Regions from separate parts of the Mus musculus genome. Here region 1 is linked to region 2. A link is a contact called in public Hi-C data. All regions are on one chromosome and are shown on one strand. Each heading gives the region's core, a stretch centred on a gene start, on an enhancer-like site or on the middle of the called end of the contact. The rest is flanking DNA. Distances are from core to core; before and after follow the strand shown.

Region 1 (5,041 bases), core at 826-3,325, 100 kb after region 2:
ACATGTGTGCATCCATTATCATCTTAGAGCCGTTTTCTTGCCTTATAATTTTACATGAATAAATTAATTACATGCAGAACTCTTTGCAAACTATTTTATTCCATTCGCTATTATGCTGGTTTTCATTCAAATTGGCCTCTTACCTTTATTCTTCCTGTTTGCCCCTCTACCCCAGGGCACCATTTTGTTAATGTACTCTATGACTGAAAGACATTATTTTCTATAGCTTCCAGAAGAAACCATCAGAAAAAGGGCCCGAAATCACTCAGACTTGTTATCTTCTGTCTTCTGAAGTCCAGATCTAGCCATACCACTCATGGGCATATACTCAAAAAATGCTCCACCAAACTACAGAAACACCTGCTCTACTATGTTATAGCAGCCTTATTTGTAATAGTCAGAAACTAGAAACAACTCAGGTGTCCATCAACTGAAGAATGGATCAAGTGTGGTACATTTACACAATGCGATATTACTCAGCTATTAAAAACAAAGACATCGTGAAATTTGCAGGCAAATGGATGGAACTAGAAAAGATCATCCTGAGTGAGGTAACCCAGGCCCAGAAAGACACACATGGTATGTGCTCATTTGTAATTGGACATTAGCCATACAGTACAGGTAACTATGCTACAATCCACAGACATTGAAAGAACAGTAAGCATTTTTATCCAGTTCTTCCACATTGCTTTTTCAGACAGGGTCTCTCGTGGGCCTTAACTTGCCCAATAGGCTTAGCTGTTTAGCCAGGGATCCCAGAGGCTCTCTGTACTGGCATTAGGACCTCACAGCACCACATCAGGTTTCTTAATGTGGACTCTAGAAACTGAACTCGAGCCCACAGCCTTAGGAGAAAAGCACCTTACAAAGCTGTGGCTCCACACTGCCCTTTAAACAATATCGTATTGTCTCATATTGCCATCGCTTTCTGATGGCTTTAACGGTTTCAAACATACCCTGTCTTTAGCCGTGATCTCAAATAAGTGAAGCTCTTGAGCAGGGGCCTGATGCCTTTTGACTTTGTGTTGATTCATGCTTATGATGCCCTGTTCCCTCCGTGTCTAGCTATGTTTAACTGTGGATTCATTTTTATTGTGGTGGATGGTACATGCATGTGCATTCCAGATGCGTGAGGGCACTCAGGCCAGGAAAGCCACTCATGAGTCTCTGTCAGGAGCAGAGGAATTTACCTATGGAAATCCAAGAGGCAGCCTTCTGAGAGGCCTGGCCTGAGGGTAGTAGCCCTGCCATCATGATCAGGATGTGACTGGTAACCCTCCCCCTCCATCTCCTTTGTATATTGGAGACTTGTATCAGCTCAGGGGTATCCTCTGGGAGTGGTTCCCTCTAGATCTGTGTAGTTTTTTAGATCTTGCTTTATTTGGAGTTTATTCAAATGTTTTAATTTTTTATCACTATTATTATGACTTATCAACACCTATCTAGGTACTTTGCACTGGGGGAGGGGGCAGGTTTTACACACACACACACACACACACACACACACACACACACACAGTCACTAATGTAAATTTAAAACAGGACCTTGATAGGATATGTCAAGAATACCCAAGCACCTAAAGCCACTATATTCCCGCCCTCACTTTCCTGTTTTACTGGGTTTTGACCCAGCCATACTGTGTTTTTTAGTTGCTCCACCAGAGGAGTCAAGACTAGTTAGTCAAGATTGACTTCTAGAGTCATAAAAATTCTTAATGGGTTATTTTGGAGTCACGGAATCATTTTCTATAGCTTGGTCTTGAGAAAGTATCCAAAGGAAAAGTGAAAAAAAAAAGTTTTCCATAACTTCAGGGGTTGTGGAGTAATGAAAGCTCACACCAAATGCCAAAATGATAATTCGCCCTGTACCTCTGTGCTCCTCACCCCCCAAAGCGCTAGCACTTCAGGTTACAGCAACTAATCCTCAGGGGCACCAGAAAAGTCCAGCTTCCCTCCCCTTCTCCCCCTGACTCGCCTCTAATTAATCTGCCTGCAGTGTGGACCTCGGTGGTTTAACATTGTGCAACCTCTTCAGCTCCCTTGCCCTCCCACCCAACCCCCTCCCCCAAATCCAGGGGAACTCCCTCGCGCTGTGCCACCGACATTAGTCATTCATCCCGCTCATGCTTTGGAGCGTTTATTAAGGGCTTCACTCCTGCCTCACACTATCTCTCCCGGGCTCAAACTCGGATCACTGTAGAGTCTCGCTTCTTCCCCTGCGGCTGCGAAGCAAATTTCGCCTCTCCAGCAATGCACCTCCCTGCGATCCTGCTTTGTGCTCTCTGGTCTGCAGTAGTGGCTGAGACCTCGGATGACTACGAGCTCATGTATGTGAATTTGGACAACGAAATAGACAATGGACTTCATCCCACCGAGGACCGTAAGTTCATTTTTAACTCTCTCAGCGTATCAAAACTACATAACTCACTTTTTGGGGGGCGCGATTAACATAATTAACATAGATAGCCAATGAAGCAAGCTAAAATTATACTTTATTTGTGAAAGCAAGGACTGGGGGAAAAAAGGAAAGCAAGAAAGCAAGGACTATCTGAGAAAAGCCAGAGGTTTTAAATTATTTTTGTAACATTTATGATGAGTTAAGTTATACGAAATCTTTAACTGTTTTTAGCTATATTAATGGCATTTTCTCAGTTAGTTTAACATGTCCTATAAAGAATAGTCCTGTGTCATCTTTGAGTTTACACGCACGCTGTTTTCAGAGCTATCCTTAGAAGGAGAGCGGTTGCTGGGGACAGGCTGAAACTTGGAGTCACCAAGAGTGCAACCCATGGCCACCCAGGACAAGCTGATAACACTTGTGTGTGTCCTGCGTTCTAGCCACGCCATGCGACTGCCGCCAGGAGCACTCGGAGTGGGACAAGCTGTTCATCATGCTGGAGAACTCGCAGATGCGGGAGGGCATGCTGTTGCAGGCCACCGACGACGTCCTCCGTGGAGAGCTGCAGCGGCTGCGGGCAGAGCTGGGGCGGCTGGCGGGCGGCATGGCGAGGCCGTGCGCAGCCGGTGGCCCCGCAGACGCCAGGCTGGTGCGGGCGCTGGAGCCGCTGCTGCAGGAGAGCCGTGACGCGAGCCTCAGGCTGGCGCGCCTGGAGGACGCGGAGGCGCGGCGACCCGAGGCGACAGTGCCTGGCCTAGGCGCTGTGCTGGAGGAACTGCGGCGGACGCGCGCCGACCTGAGCGCCGTGCAGAGCTGGGTCGCCCGCCACTGGCTGCCCGCAGGTAAGCCCACGGTCGGCTCTGTCCCTAGAGGCAAGCTTTTGTGGGGACCCTCACACTCAGAGCCCCAGTACTTTTCATAGGCACACTCACAGAGCTCACACCACGCCAGGCAGGCTCATTGCCTTTTAAAAGTATTTCCAAGCCCGAGGAACCCAAAAGAAAAAAACGAGGATTTAAACCATCAGTCTGGAAGTTGACGTCAGAGGTTCCTGATACCGGATCCGACCAGATATTGAAGGAGTCCATTGGCAGGTGTTTAACAGTGACCCTCCTCGCTGCCCCGAGTCCCTCCGTTAGGGATTTCCAAGTCTTCTAATTTTATCCCGTCACTTTCTTTAGGCCAGCTCCTGTTTCCTCCGACTATTTCAGGGCCCTGGCTAACTTCAGCGACTTTCCCAGCCCCTTGGCCGACTCCTCCCCCTCTGCTCCTTCTGAGTTGACTGGAGCCTAATTGGATCTCCTGCAGACTCAGCAGAATCCCTTCAGGGTTCCCTCATCCCAGTTTAGTTCCACAGTGAAGGTCAAGGGGGGCATGCTTTATAAAGTCAGGCGCAGGAGTCAGAGGGAGTAGATGACGGCTTTATCCAGTCCCCCAGGACCACACAAGAAAGGGACTATTCAGACTGTGCAACTTGTCAAAGCCCCACATGAACTCCATAAAACTCCCAACTGATGAGGGCCCCTTTGGTATACTCTTAAAAGCTAACAAAACAGGAAGAACATTGGAGCCTAGTAATTCGGGTTCTTAAGTCAAATTTCTGACGGGAGCAGTGATGTTTTGTTGTAGATTATTCTAGAAAATTAGTGCCCTATGCAGACAAATAGCCCTGGTACTCCTCATGAGTCTCAGAAACAATGACAAGCAATACCACCCTATGCCATATTTCCAATGAAATGAAGCTTATTGGATGGGGTAGGAGGAAGGACACTCCAGAGCACAGTTCATTCCTTTATAGAAACTATCCTACAATCAGTCCCTCCTATCTACTTGAGCTATAGGGGTCATGCCCTTAAGTTCAAAGCACAATTCTTCAGACAAAAAGCATAAATCAACCCTAAAGCAAACCCTCTATGTGATAACTTTGTGACAATTTTAAATGCATGGATTTTTTTGTTTGTTTGTTTTGCAAGCTCTGTAGAGTCATGCACATATAATGTGCCCCTTAAAGGAAGAATTACTTTGTCTCCTCATCTGTTAGAAAATGTATACATTTCCGAATTCTAAACTGTTGTTGGTGCTTACTAGCCAATCATACTTGCACCTACAGTCTTTGACTGGTCCTCTCTTTCTCTCCTGCCAACTTGGTCCCCAGAGGACACCTAATTATGTTGTGGTCTGCCTCCTAAGAACCTGGTTTTCATTTTGCTTGGTCTCTGATAATATAATTACAAAGACTTATTAGTTGAAAGCCACTTCATGAGAGAGTTCCTGACATTTCAAAGACGTCTCAAGGGCCTCCTTCACTGTTCTGCACAAGAACCCCACACAATCTGCTAACATACTACTTTACGGCATGAACTCAGGTAGCTACCATGGCCGACAGGGATGCTGGGTCTCCCAGAGACAGTCATGGGCAGCCCTGGAATGTAATCTGCACTGCCTGGCCTTATTTAAACAGGAAGGCAGTTAATTAGGTTGTAGTCAATGCCCCCTTGGACTGTATTTTGAACTTACAGAGGCCAGGAGATTCCAAATGCACAGAAATGAGTCTTTTGTTTCCAAAATCATTATTTGATTGAATTGTTGTAGCTAGAGGAAGAATCCTACCTTGAAAATGCCTCATTTAAATTTTTTTCATGA
Region 2 (5,167 bases), core at 1,252-3,751:
TTGTCTTGCATTTTTCTGTACACATGGTCTGTTTGTTCAGAAATTTTCTCTGTGAATCATCACCTTTCTTCTCTCTCTCTCTCTTCCTTCCTTCCTTCCTCTCTCTCTCTCTTTCTTTTTCTTTCTTTCTTAGATATTTTCTTTATTTACATTTCAAATGTTCTCCCCTTTCCTGGTTTCCCCTCCGAAAACCCCCTATCCCATCTCCCGTTCCCCTGCTCACCAACCCACCACTCCTGCTTCCCTGCCCTGGCATTCCCCTACACCGGAGTATTAAGCCTTCACAGGACCAAGGGTCTCTCCTCCCATTGATGTTCAACAATGTCATCCTCTGCTACATATGCAGCTGGAGCCATTGGTCACTCCAACTCTTTGGTTGGTGCACCCCTGTTTTTCTATAGCTTCTTTTGTGTTAATCCCTACAGCTCTTTCTTGGTTGCCTTGTCTTCCTATTAGAAAGAAACCTCAGTAGAAGGATAAATGCTGAGAATGATAATAGCTATATTGAGGTTTCAAAAGCCCACATCATTCTCTCTCTCTCTCTCTCTCTCTCTCTCTCTCTCTCTCTCTCTCTCTCTCTCTCTCTCTCTCTCTCTCCTACTTGTGGATAAGGATATAAGTTCTCAGCTGCTGCTCCAGTGTGATGTCTGCCTGCCTGCTTGATGCCATGCACTTTACCATGATGGCCAGGGACTTTAACTCTCTGGAACTTTAAGCCCTCATAAACTCTTTCTTCTACAAGTTGCATTGGTTATGGTCTAGAGTAACTAAGACACAGACAGTAACATTTGATACAAATGTGTGATTAATAAAAGCTTGAATCTTATTCAAATTTTAATGCCATGAATATCTAGAGATAATATTTTTTCATTTGAGCTAGTGAACATATGCATTATACAAATAATACTAACTTTCATAGTTTTGCAACTTTATAATACTATATAACGATGTAACACTTTAACTCTGTGAGATTGGTTTGAATTTACAAGTGATAAATGCATTGAATTTTATGTCAAAATTGATGGAAATAAGGAGAGTGCTCTCTGACAATGATAATCTCTTAAATTACAAAACTATAAGAGATAGAGATTATCCTTGAAAATTCATCTTTGTATCTCCACTCTGAATCTTGGCAGATTTGAATTGTGTTGTATGGGGGAGAGTGACAGAGATGGGAATGGGGCTGGGGCTGGGGCTGGGGCTGGAGAAGGGGAAAGGGATAGGGACAGGGATAGAGATGGGGATAGACTGAGGAGAGGATGACAGGAGGAGTGAGGGAGTGAGGGAGAGAGGTTGGAAGAGAGGTTGGGAGAGAGAGAGAGAGAGAGAGAGAGAGAGAGAGAGAGAGAGAGAGAGAGAGAGAGACTGGGACATAGAAACAAAGCCCCAATGAAGGGCAAAGGCAGGTTTTGAACCTGATCATACTATTCAGGTATGTGCAGGAAGGAAGGTAAGCTATGCTGCTCTAACCAATAGGAAACTTCGGTTTTCAACAGAACAAAAGGCTGGGTGTTTCTCATGCAGCATAAGTGATGGGATTAGCTATCTTTGAGAGCTGGACTCTTCCATGTGGGAGCTCATAATTCCAGGCTCTTTCCACCTTCTATCAACCCAGTATCAGCAATTGCTTTACTCACCATGGTAGAAGACAAAAACGAAGATATGCAACATTAACTTTTAAAGTCTAAAACAGGAGCAGAAATGTCTCAAAGCTGAGCCTTGTGTCAAGATGCTGGGGAATTTGATGCTGTCCCTGCCCAGATGAGAGAAGAGCCAGGTGCATTGGTGGCAGCCGGAAGTCACCATGGTGTGCTGTCTAGCCCCAGTTCTGACACTGACTTTCAACAGGCCCCCTTGCCTCCGTTTTTAACGAATGAATATGACAGTATTTGTTTACTCAATGGATGCCTATTGTCTGGGCCAAATACTGTATGACCATAGAAATAAAATGGTAAATTTGAGGAAAACTCTATCTTTAGATATTTGCTGTAGTCTCAGGCTCCTGGTAAGGATAATGTGTACTTTATCATACACGGTCTTAATTTAATGAACCTTAGTGACAGATTTCAGCTCTAAAATTCCAAGTTTCTATCTTAAAATACTACAGTCACATTTTAGGTTCTCAAGTATTTGCTTAATGTGTCTTCTCTGGGGAACGGGCTTCTCATGAGAGCCTAAATTCTCTAGATTGAAGTTAAAGGTCAGAAGCAGAGAGACAAATGTTATCATTTCCATATCACTGTGTGTGTGTGTGTGTGTGTGTGTGTGTGTGCATGTCTATACATGTGAGTACTGTGTGCATGTGATATATGTGTAAATAAAGAAGTTACTGAACAAGTCTCAGCTATTTTGAATTTAATATGGAGAAATCTTCATAAAAGATGATAGCAAGCAAATATGATTGAAAAATTTTGGAACAGACTTCTTTGCCACACTGTGGACATTCCAGATACTCTTCTATTCTCATGAATAAACCAAATTACGAAACTTAGAACATTTTCAAAAATTGGCTTTACAGTTAGCTACCTTTCCCCTAGAGGAATATTTATTGGCATGAAGTAGGAATATGAATTACAGTAATAACAACACAACTGGTTGCCAAGTTATTTATTTAATCTCTTAGATCTCGGAGTTGGTGCCAAGTTTTAATTTTCTCCTTGTCTCCAGCTGAAATAGCTAATGATTAAAAATTTTTATAAGATTTTTATGCATTGTCTTTAAGCATAATGTAACAGTTGAAAAATTGAGTAAAATATGCAAAGAATTCCATTCACTTCCTGTGGATGTGATTGCGGGATTTCCTTTTTGTTTCAATATCAAGTGTCAAATTCTTAAACCAAAGTCAAAGTCTGATGAAACGGAAGTTAAGTATTTCTCTGTTGTCAATAGACTCATGAATAAGAATTCTGAAGAGTTACATATCTCATCCTGTTCTTATTCTTCACCTAAGAGGCATTTTCACAATGTAACAGGCTTTGATCAACTTACCACTTGCTTGTACTTCCTTATTGTGCACATAAGTTGTGTGCGTGTGTGCACATGTTTGTGCACACATAAGCAAAGGACAGAGGAGGACATTGATGCCTTCCTTTCTTGGTTTTTGTCTCATTCCCCTGTGACAGGTTCCCTCATTCAACCAAAACCTCACTGTTTCCACTAGGCTGGGCTGGCCTGCAAGTTCTTAGGAGCTGTTTCCTGCCCCACCCAGGTCGCAGTGCTGGAGTTACAGGCACTTGTAGCCACGTCTTTTAAAAGGGGCTTGGGATTTGAACTTAGGCCTACTTGCAGATCAAGAGCCCTAACCCAACAAGACATCTAAACCCTTGCCTGTACTTTGAGTTTACTTAATATTGACATGCTTATTTTCCTTTCTCAAAAGCAAAACAGGTGGAGGGAGAGAAGAATAAATGTTGGTCAGGTGGTACCAAGTTAGAGCTACACAAGAGGAGACACAGGGCTCTGTTGTGCAGTTCAGTGACTATAAATAGTGACAATGTATATATACTTCAAAGAGCTATAGTAAGAAGGTTTAAATTTTTTTCACAAAGAAATGCTAAATGTTTGAGATTGAGTTATTTACCTGATTTGAATATTATACAAGATATATATGTATTTAAACATCCCATAATATTCCACAAAGGGTACAATTTTTATGAGAAAAATCAGTTAAACGGGGTCAGAGACTATGATCAAATGTGTCAGAACCTCTGGATTTCCTACTTGGCATACAGATATGGCTTATTTCAGAAAGCTGGCAATGGTCAGAGAAGCTTTCTGTGGCCCTCTGTATTTGCTACCTGCATTGTGTCTTGCATGGTCCAGTCTACTCCAAAATCCATTATCTACAGCCACACTTTTCTTTGTGAGGACCACACTAAAATTTTAGCTTCCAAAATACACAAACATGGATTCTTCCTATTCAGTTTCCTGTAGCAACAAAATGCCCGAGCTTGAGACATTTGCAGAATTTTGTTTCTTATAGTCCCATAAGCCAGCATATCTAAGACAAGGCACTGGAGACTGTGTTATGTGGTAAGAGCTTGGTCTCTGCTTCCAATACACACGGGACCCTGCCTCCTCTGTCCATGGCAGAAGGCAGAGAAGAATTTTGTAAAAACATATAGAATATCAATAAGTGACATAAATATTACTTATTTACATACAGTACCCATCACCTCTACAGAGCCCTTGATGGCATTTGTAAGGGTTTTGCCCCATGACTTAATTCTTTTTTTTTTCCATTTTTTATTAGGTATTTAGCTCATTTACATTTCCAATGCTATACCAAAAGTCCCCCATATCCACCCACCCCCACTCCCCTGCCCACCCACTCCCCCTTTTTGGCCCTGGTGTTCCCCTGTACTGGGGCATATAAAGTTTGCAAGTCCAATGGGCCTCTCTTTCCAGTGATGGCCGACTAGGCCATCTTTTGATATATATGCAGCTAGAGTCAAGAGCTCCGGGGTACTGGTTAGTTCATAATGTTGTTTCACCTGTAGGGTTGCAGATCCCTTTAGCTCCTTGGCTACTTTCTCTAGCTCCTCCATTGGGAGCCCTATGATCCATCCATTAGCTGACTGTGAGCATCCACTTCTGTGTTTGCTAGGCCCCGGCATAGTCTCACAAGAGACAGCTACATCTGGGTCCTTTCAATAAAATCTTGCTAGTGTATGCAATGGTGTCAGCGTTTGGATGCTGATTATGGGGTGGATCCCTGGATATGGCAGTCTCTACATGGTCCATCCTTTCATCTCAGCTCCAAACTTTGTCTCTGTAACTCCTTCCATGGGTGTTTTGTTCCCAAATCTAAGGAGGGGCATAGTGTCCACACTTCAGTCTATGTCCCACTCCTTCATTCTATCATATAGCACATTAAATAGGGTCAATGACATTCGGAAATTTGAAAAGCATCATACTACCTTCAAACACGGCCCCATCATTAACCCCAAGGTAGTCCAGCCTTTCAAGGCTGGTTTCTGTCTTTGGTCAGGTTTTCAGTAATCGTTCCCTGGTCCACACAGCCCACGGTTTTTCTCACAGGAAACTTTGAGCTCGCCAGAGTCCCTGTACCATACTTTCCCTGTATCAAGGAGCCTGGTCTATTTTACCCTTTGACCTTTTTCTGCTGCAGCTGCCTGCTGAGGTGGTCTCGGGCTACCATGGGTGG

What was found. Hi-C and Micro-C count contacts between places; a contact is called where the count stands out from the background.
Region 1: a contact with region 2 is called in a Hi-C map of embryonic fibroblasts, with 1.7 times the contacts expected there. The contact joins the promoter of Ptx3 here to the enhancer-like site in region 2. A contact is called at or near these places in 1 of 39 promoter capture datasets (the 3T3-L1 cell line), 4 of 484 Hi-C or Micro-C datasets (adipose-derived mesenchymal stem cells, embryonic fibroblasts and nephron progenitors), 3 of 115 datasets of contacts at active chromatin or transcription factors (bone marrow-derived dendritic cells, craniofacial prominence and fibro-adipogenic progenitors) and 1 of 9 other capture datasets (pancreatic islet).

The regions. Positions count from the first base shown.
Region 1 is chr3:66,217,812-66,222,852 of GRCm38.p6, forward strand. It overlaps Ptx3 (pentraxin related gene), which reads left to right and starts at 2,076. Exons shown (of 3, transcript NM_008987.3): 1 at 2,076-2,380; 2 at 2,839-3,240. The coding sequence starts at 2,251. The region is part of intron 4 of Veph1 (ventricular zone expressed PH domain-containing 1); the gene reads right to left.
Region 2 is chr3:66,115,455-66,120,621 of GRCm38.p6, forward strand. All of the region lies in intron 11 of Veph1 (ventricular zone expressed PH domain-containing 1), which reads right to left. Among named protein-coding and RNA genes, the nearest start is that of Ptx3, 100 kb to the right of the region's middle. Within about 2 kb of position 2,502, at least 11 of the 459 cell types and tissues checked have an H3K27ac peak or open chromatin away from gene starts, as enhancers often do.